2 separate regions of the Mus musculus genome follow, and region 1 is linked to region 2. Evidence: chromatin contacts called from public promoter capture Hi-C data. All regions are on one chromosome and are shown on one strand. The core of a region is the stretch at or near the end of the contact, and the rest is flanking DNA. Distances in the headings are between cores, read along the strand shown. Region 1 holds the start of Itgb3bp (integrin beta 3 binding protein (beta3-endonexin)). Region 2 overlaps Gm40211 (a long non-coding RNA gene).

Region 1 (3,838 bases), core at 1,089-3,588, 270 kb after region 2:
GCAGTCTTCCTACGAATCTGTTCTTCAGTCACTGTTTTTAAAATCCTAACCATTGTATCTTCATTAATTTATTCCTTTCCACTTATTTTAGATTCATTCAGGCTACACTTATTTCCCCAATTGCTTTTCTTAAAAAAAAAAAAAGAATAGAATGTTATTTTCCAGTCAAATATAAAGAAAATTATGAGTGAGTACAGATTACACCTTTCCACAATTGCATACCAAAACGTCATCATTTCAACATCACTGAAAATCAGTCCAGTTTCTGGGACTGGAGAGATGGCTCAGAAGTTAAGAGCACTTGCTACCCTTACAGAAGACTGGGGTTCAGTTCCCAGCAACGGTATGGTGGCTCATTATCATCTCTGACTCCAGTTCTGGGGCACATGATGATCTCTCCTGGCCTCCCTGGGTACCAGGTTGTAAGTGATTCATATACATACATGCAGGCAAAACACTCATCCACATTATAAAAAAAATGGTTTTTTTTTTTTTTTAGCTATCTTTTATAAGAACTTCCCAAGGTTTCTATTAGTACCACTTTGACTTCATAGTTTATCACATTTAAAAACAAAGCATCTCACTAACGAAGACGGAACTCTGCTACCAAAGCAGTGGTTCTCAACCCTTCTAATGCTGCAACCCTTTAATAAAATTATTTTGTTGCTACTTCATAACTTTAATTCTGCTACTGTTATAAATCATAATGTAAATATCTATATTTTCCAGTGGTCTTAGGTGGCCCCTGTGTAAGGCTGTTCGACCACCAAAGGGGTCATAACCCACAGGTTGAGAACCACTGCGCTACAGCGTGACTATGCTTCATACATGAAATTATTATGATGGCTTTAATCTCTTTGCTAAAACACATTAGCAGCAAAGCTGGGTCTAGGATGTAGTTCATCAGGTACAGTGCTCAGTTACTATACACAAAGCTTTAGGTTGGACCCCCAGCACTGAATAAACAGTGGGCGGTATGCAATCCCAGCACTGGGGGAGGTGGACGGAAAATTAGAAGTTTGTTGTTTTCTTCAGCTACAAAGTGAGTTTAAGATCAGCCTGGGTTATACAAGCCCCTGATTCTTTAGAAAAATGGACCAACCAACACAACTGCTAAAAATATGGGATGTCAATGTACTTAATGAAACTCTTCTAATATAACAACATCTACTCATATATTAAAGTTGCCAGTTGCCAGAAAAATATCCACTTCCAATAGATTTTGGTTCCTCACTTCTGTAAACAGATCAGGAACATAGTTTACACACCAAATTCATTTTCATTCTTTTCCTGCTTAAGTTTTGTTCCCTCATCTTTGCCAGCAATGTTATAATAGACATTTTTCTAATGCATTAAAAGATAAACCTTTTTAGAATGGTGAGTTAATAAATATTGTTATTTCCGAAGGTCCTCCTTCTTTTATGTCAGCTCATATCTTACACAAGTATCCCCGATAATATCTTAGTTTGCATTTTACTCAAACAGGAAAATGTTACCCTAGCAGGAAGTACCTAAATCAGCCTGGTACGGGGGTAGCCAAAGAAGTATTACAAGAGTTAGGTCTTCCTCCTCCCTCAAATTCTTTAAAAAGACCCTGTTTTTTTTAAAAACAAAACAAAACAAAAAAAAAAAAAAACCTGTTTATACAACCGCTAACTGTGCTTTATATAGCCTATGTAGGGTAGCCGAAGGGTAGCAGTCTAGCACAATACCCATCTCTACTATGGTCATTTTCGGTAATCACATTATTGGGGTTGGGCTGTAACTTAAAGATGACCCAATACAAACCCACTTTTTACTTTTTTCAAGCTTATTTTTATAAGTAAGAAAAGTAAATCACTTATTACTGAGTTGCTAAGTGATAATCTTAAGAATCTTTCAGTGCCTGAAATCCATTCAGTCCATGAAATCTCTCCCGAGTTTCAGAGAACTCACTACACAAATGCTTAACAAGCATTTAAAAATTCTACAAATTACAGAGAAATGTTTACTTAATATACTCTTTCATTCTTAGTCATTTCAAGTTAGACATTACTCAGATTTAGCCCGCAGCTTACACAATGATGTGAAGTTTTAAGAGTCAAAGAAGTGTTGGAAGGGTAGAGGTAGGTTGGGAATACCAAGCATCCCGACGCTGTCAACAGAGAAAAGTTTATAGAAATAAAAAAGACAAGGTGACCATGGGACGGCATACTCTTCCTGTATACTCTTTTTGCTCATAGAGGGCCCACAAAACAGCAACGTCTGGGGAAGGGATACCTACGGCATTTCGGGACTCCGTTGCTGGACAGAACCAACTGAGAAACCGCAAACGCGGAAGCATAAAAAGCCCGCGTAGTAAGCGCTGGATGAGGTGTCACCCCGTATGCAGCTCGCCGGAAACAGTCTCCGCGCGAGAAAGAGCCTGAACGTGTTCAAGGAAATGGTGCAGGGAGTCTAAGGCCAGAATCCATTTAGCCCCAGCCGCATGCAGCGCACGACCCTCCTCACTATTGTGGACATGCCAGCCTCGCAACAGATAAGCTACAATGCCATGGCTGTTCTCTCTCGGTCAATGGTCCACAAATCTCTGGTCGGAGCGTTTGGAAGGTGCTCTGCCTCTTATTTCCGGTGGCGGCGAGGCGCAGTTGCTATGGTAATCTAAAAAAGGCGGAGGTCTGTCCGGTTGCGCCGAGAGGTTCGCGGATCTACTAACGAAAATTGGCTGCTCTTCTTGGTTTGTGAGCTGAAATTAGGTAGCCACCAAGCCTCTCTCTTGCTCTGTCGCTCGCTCTGCTCTTCATTGTGCGGCCGCCTCTCCCATCTGCTACGTTTACTTCTGTGTCCTCCTAAGAGCCGGTGCATGCCCCGAAACACACAAGGGGATGCAGCATCGTGGCCAGAGGAGTACAAAAAACGGAGAGAGCTTGTCTGGGATTAGTTGTGACTGTTTCACGGTGCAGCGACGGTGACTGGATGGCTCTCTGTTTTCATTTGGCCCTTTAGACGCCTTAGGCGCTTTTAACAGTTTATTTTTCCTGCTTATTGTGTGCCTAGTTATTTATGGAGCCGTTTGCTACAATATACTCTCCAGGCCCCTGTCTCAGACTTGGGCTAGAATTTTAAATAAAAGGTGGTTTCCGAGCCCTAGGGGTGCAATTATATATTTATTTAAGCTTCAGTTTGGACTGTCTTCACAGGAAGGGAAAGAATAGAATTCTGGAACATTTCTGTCCAGGGATTTTCATGTGAGAATAACCCCATTTGGAAGGAGCACTTGAAGATCCTTAAAAATGTTTTTAAATTGCTTGCTGTAAGCCGAGTGCTTGCTCTTCCTTATTGGAATAGTTTTCTTTCCCGTTTGTGAGATGGCGCGCACGCATATGTGTTTAAAACCGATGTTTAATTATGGTGATACCAATTTGCAGTAACCAGACTGTGACACCACATCCCTATGGGGTCCTTCTAAATCTGGTGTAATATGAAAGTGTCAGGCAGGCGGTCTGTGTATTATAAATAGGGTACTTCATCCATGATAAGCGATTATTATCTTTCTTTCCCAAGTGTAAAAGACCTACATAATTCAAGAAGGTGCCAGTGATTTAGGCCTCCTGAGTATGAATCCAATGAGTCCTGAAGGGGACCCTACCTGTGTCATCTTATTGTTCAACTTGAACTATTCAATTTATTAGATTGGAATGTATTTTTAGAAGTCAACGCAGGATAAAGCAATGTTGGAAGCCATTAGACCACCAGAACAATTTTGCCCTGCATAGTAGCCTTTGTTCAATAAACCTTCATTCACATTAAAAGAAGAAATGACTGAGATTTCACAAATTACCACTGACTGGGTGACATC
Region 2 (4,310 bases), core at 1,608-4,107:
AGAGAAGAGCCACATTTACTGGTATTGTCTTATAACAAAGAGATTGAAGAGCAGCAGTTTCCAGAAGGGAGAGAATATGCAATGACCCTTTAGAAGTGAGCTTTATTAGGACAGAGAGCCTTGGAACTGTGGGCCTTGGAGTGGACATTAAAGAGAACAGGATATCATAACATTGGTGGTGACCCACAGGTTGAGAAACACTGAGCTAAAGGAAGTCTATCACTGGGGTGGGACTTGGAGTGTAAGTTGTCCCATGTTTTTCTAGTTCATGGTCTCTGCTTCATGCTTGAGGCTCACAATGTAAGCTCTCAGCTTCCTGCTCCTGACATCATGCCTGAGCCACCAGGATCCACCCTTCTTCCTCTGAAACCAGAATCCCAAATAAACTTATAGAAGTATAAGTTAGTTGCCTCTGCCATAGTGTTCTATCACAGCGATAGAAGAGTAACTTGTCTAGCCATCAAACAAGACTCTTCAAGTCACACGAACCTCAGTTAAGACAGGGCTTTCTTTCTATCTGTCCCACATGGCAGCTCTGCTCCATGTCCTCAGTAGCACATATAAACTGTACAAGCCAAACTTTCTATGCTGATAGTGATTACAAAATTGTATTTTTTTTAATGAAGCAATGCAAAAAAACTGAGAGAGCCACATAACCACCAAAACCCTGATATCCAAAATACACAGAGCCAAGTGTGGTGCTACACACCCCTAATCCCAGCACTCAGCGAGTGGAGTCAGGCGAATCTCTGTGAGTCCCAGGACAGTCTGGTCTATACAGTGAGCTCCAGGCTAGTCGGAGCTACATAGTGATACTGTCTCAACATAAAATTTGTATATGTTTGAACAACTTATCAGAAGTGAGAAAAGAACTTGAGTTAAGAAATAAATCACCTAAATAGACATTTCTAAAATAAGATATGAAACTGGCCAAGAGATACATGAAGAAATGTTGAGAGTCAGTAACTATCAGAGAATGACAAATTAAGATGTTAGTGAGATATACCTTACATGTGTTAGAATGGCTACAATCAAAGACAAATGATAGATGGCCTAGTCGGCCATCACTGGAAAGAGAGGCCCATTGGACACACAAACTTTATATGCCCCAGTACAGGGGAACGCTAGGGCCAAAAAGGGGGAGTGGGTGGGTAGGGGAGTGGGGGTGGGTGGGTATGGGGGACTTTTGGTATAGCATTGGAAATGTAAATGAGCTAAATACCTAATAAAAAATGGGAAAAAAAAAGACAAATGATGTTCAGCATACTGATATGCATCTATAATTCCAGCACTCAGTGGGAAGGAAGAGCCTAGTTCAAGGCCAGCCTAGGCTACACAGTAACACCCTGTCCATACATACATACATACATACATACATACATACACACACACACACACACACACACACACACACACACACACAGTAGCAAGTGTTGGAGATAGTGTGGAGAAAGGGAAACCTTTTATACTATCAGGGAGAATGTAAATTAGACAGCCACTATGGAAAGAAGTAAACAAACAAAACAAAATACCAAGATTAAAACAATCCTAAGAGTGCCATAGGACTGCACAGTCCACTTGTGGACAGAAAATGAAGTGAGTAGATCCGAATATCAGAGATAAATCTACTCTCATGTTTCTCTTCTCTTTTAATTTTAAAAATATGTATATATGCATAAAATATATAACACAAACATAAAATATATACCATTTATGTACACATATAGATGCATATATTTGGTATATATATTTTATATGTGTGAATGTTTTGTCTGCAAACATGTCTGTGCACCACATTCCAGAAAATGCAGATTCCAGAAAAAAGGCATCAGAAGTCCTGGAGCTAGAGTTCCAGACAGTTGTGAGTTGCCATAGGAACGCTAGGAATCAAACCTGCATCCTCTGGAAGACCGGGTCAGTGCTCTTAACCACTGAGACATCTCTCCAGCCTCCACCACTTTCATATCGATTACAGCATTATTCACAATAACAAAAAAAAAAATCAAGAGCCTAGCATAGTGATACATATCTGTAATCTCAGCACTTGGGAGATGGGGGAAGGAGGGATGGCTACAGGAAGCCCTAGAGAGAGGAAGGGGGAGGGAGGGGGAGGGGAAGGGGAAGGAGGAGGAGGAGAATGGCGAGAGGGAGAGAGGGAGAGAGAGGGAATTCAGTATACATACCCTATGGAATACTCATCAACCTTAGAAGGAAATCCTGAGGTTTATGACAATGTGGATAAAACTGGAAGATAATGTACTAAGCTAAACCAGGCATAAAAGGCAAACAATCTCACTTGTATGCAGAGCAGTTGGTAGTCACTGGGTAGGAGGACAGTCTCTGGCAGACACTAGTCAAAGGAAACAAACTTCTGTTAGCTGGACAATAAACTCAAGAGATTTATTGCAACATGATAACTCCATTTAACAAATGTGGCTTAGCTTGGAAATCCTACTATTGTAGTTTGTTTTTTTTTTTTTTACAAAAAATAATTAAGTGTATCAGAGAGTACATGTGTGAAGCAGCTCCTCTTGGGAACTAGAGTGACGGTTGCATACAGGCATTTGCCTAGTGTGCAAGAGGCCCTAGGATCCATGCCCATAAAGCAAAAAAGAAAAAAAAAATCAGCCATTGCATAATAGACACAAGTTTCCAAATAGTATATTGTTCATAGTGATAGTTTTCTTGCCAGTTTTATGAATTTAATTAGAGAAATATCAATAAATTATGGGTTTTGGTTAATGAAAAAATGCAAAAGTACAACTCTATGAAAAAGTGTCCTGTCTTTATAGAATCTGGGACACAACGCAAAATGATTTGTTCTCTGGACTAAACCTTTCCTGGCATAAAATTTGTGTGTCATTTGAGGATCAGCCTGTTCGGGAGCTGCAGACTGGTCTCAAATACTTGCCCTTCACAGCTCTTACGTCATGATTCATGTACAATCTTTCTTCTTTTTGACTGCCTGCAATTACTTGTGACAAATGGTTCTTCAGTGTATCGTCTGCTTTACCTTTCAAAACGTTTCCATGGTTCACAGATAAGTCATCTGATACACACCGGACTCTCCCACAGTAAAGCCAGCCTGGGAGAGGCACCTCCCCAGATGCAACCTACTCTCACAATCCTCTTCAATATACAAATAAACACCATTCAAACAGCATTGTTAGCTAGAAAAATTAACAAGTGGACAGACTAAAAGCTAGAGGAAATATTAGTTACTTCAGATCAAGTGGGGGCTATGTAAAATAATGGTAGAAGTTCTAAACAAATGAATCAAAACATTTGACAACTCAAATAATTAATCATAAAGAAAATTAGACTGGGCATGTAGATCAATTGGTAGAGGGCTAGCCTAGCACTCATGCAGAAATCGGCTGTGATGGCGTACACCTGCAATCTCTGCACGTGTGAAGTGGAACCAGGAGAATCAACTCCAAGAACGAGGAGGGGGTGAAATAGGAAGGAAGGGAGGGAGGGAGGAAGGAAGGGAGGGAGGGAAGAAGAAAGAAAGAAAGAAAGAAAGAAAGAAAGAAAGAAAGAAAGAAAGAAAGAAAGAAAGAAAGAGGAGGGAGGGAGGGAGAGAGGAAGGAAGGAAGGAAGAGAGAGAAAGAGAGAGAGGAGGGAGGGAGGAAGGAAGGAAGGAAGGAAGGAAGGAAGGAAGGAAGGAAGAAAGAAAGAAAGAAAGAAAGAAAGAAAGAAAGAAAGAAAGAAAGAAAAAAAGAAAGAAAGAGGAGGGAGGGAGGGAGGGAGGGAGGAAGGAAGAAAGAAAGAAAGAAAGAAAGAAAGAAAGAAAGGAAGGAAGGAAGGAAGAAAGAAAGGAAGAAAGAAAGAAAGAGGAGGGAGGGAGGGAGGGAGGAAGGAAGGAAGGAAGGAAGGAAGGAAGGAAGGAAAGAAGGAAGGAAGAAAAAGAGTCAAAAGAACAAAAGTAATACATTTTCTTAAACAAATCTCTATTGTGAGGGAGGAAAGATTTGTTACCCATCCATCACTAGGCTCCTGGATGATGTACCTACCCATAACAGGAGCAAATTTACAAAAACATGCAAATGATTTTATATAAGCTTTCCATAGCAAAGGGGCTTTAGGGAAAGAGGAGCCAAAGCAACAGGAAAGCTTGCACATTTTGATGCTGAGTTTGGTGGAGAAGCTGGGAACTGACAGGCATAGGCACAAACAGAGCACGACGCCACGTGATACACACTGGGGAGAATTTAGCCAGGCCTTTTTTTTTTCCCCTCCCAAATCTGTCTATGTCTTCAGAAATGAGGACACTTCTGCACCAGATCTGAGGAGGGAACTCAAATGAA

The links. Promoter capture Hi-C pulls out the DNA fragments that hold promoters and counts their contacts.
Region 1: a contact with region 2 is called in a promoter capture Hi-C map of 3T3-L1-derived adipocytes, with 2.6 times the contacts expected there. The contact joins the promoter of Itgb3bp here to the enhancer-like site in region 2. A contact is called at or near these places in 5 of 39 promoter capture datasets (3T3-L1-derived adipocytes, cranial neural crest, embryonic stem cells and 1 more), 5 of 115 datasets of contacts at active chromatin or transcription factors (astrocytes, embryonic limb bud, embryonic stem cells and 1 more) and 1 of 9 other capture datasets (embryonic stem cells).

The regions. Positions count from the first base shown.
Region 1 is chr4:99,826,820-99,830,657 of GRCm38.p6, forward strand. It overlaps Itgb3bp (integrin beta 3 binding protein (beta3-endonexin)), which reads right to left and starts at 2,339. Exons shown (of 9, transcript NM_026348.4): 1 at 2,264-2,339. The coding sequence starts at 2,268. Efcab7 (EF-hand calcium binding domain 7) reads left to right here and starts at 2,626. Exons shown (of 14, transcript NM_145549.2): 1 at 2,626-2,735.
Region 2 is chr4:99,552,479-99,556,788 of GRCm38.p6, forward strand. Gm40211 (a long non-coding RNA gene) reads right to left here. Exons shown (of 3, transcript XR_867952.1): 3 at 2,308-2,350. Among named protein-coding and RNA genes, the nearest start is that of Gm40211, 15 kb to the right of the region's middle. Within about 2 kb of position 2,858, at least 5 of the 459 cell types and tissues checked have an H3K27ac peak or open chromatin away from gene starts, as enhancers often do. A contact at or near this core is called in 3T3-L1-derived adipocytes, where this site is marked.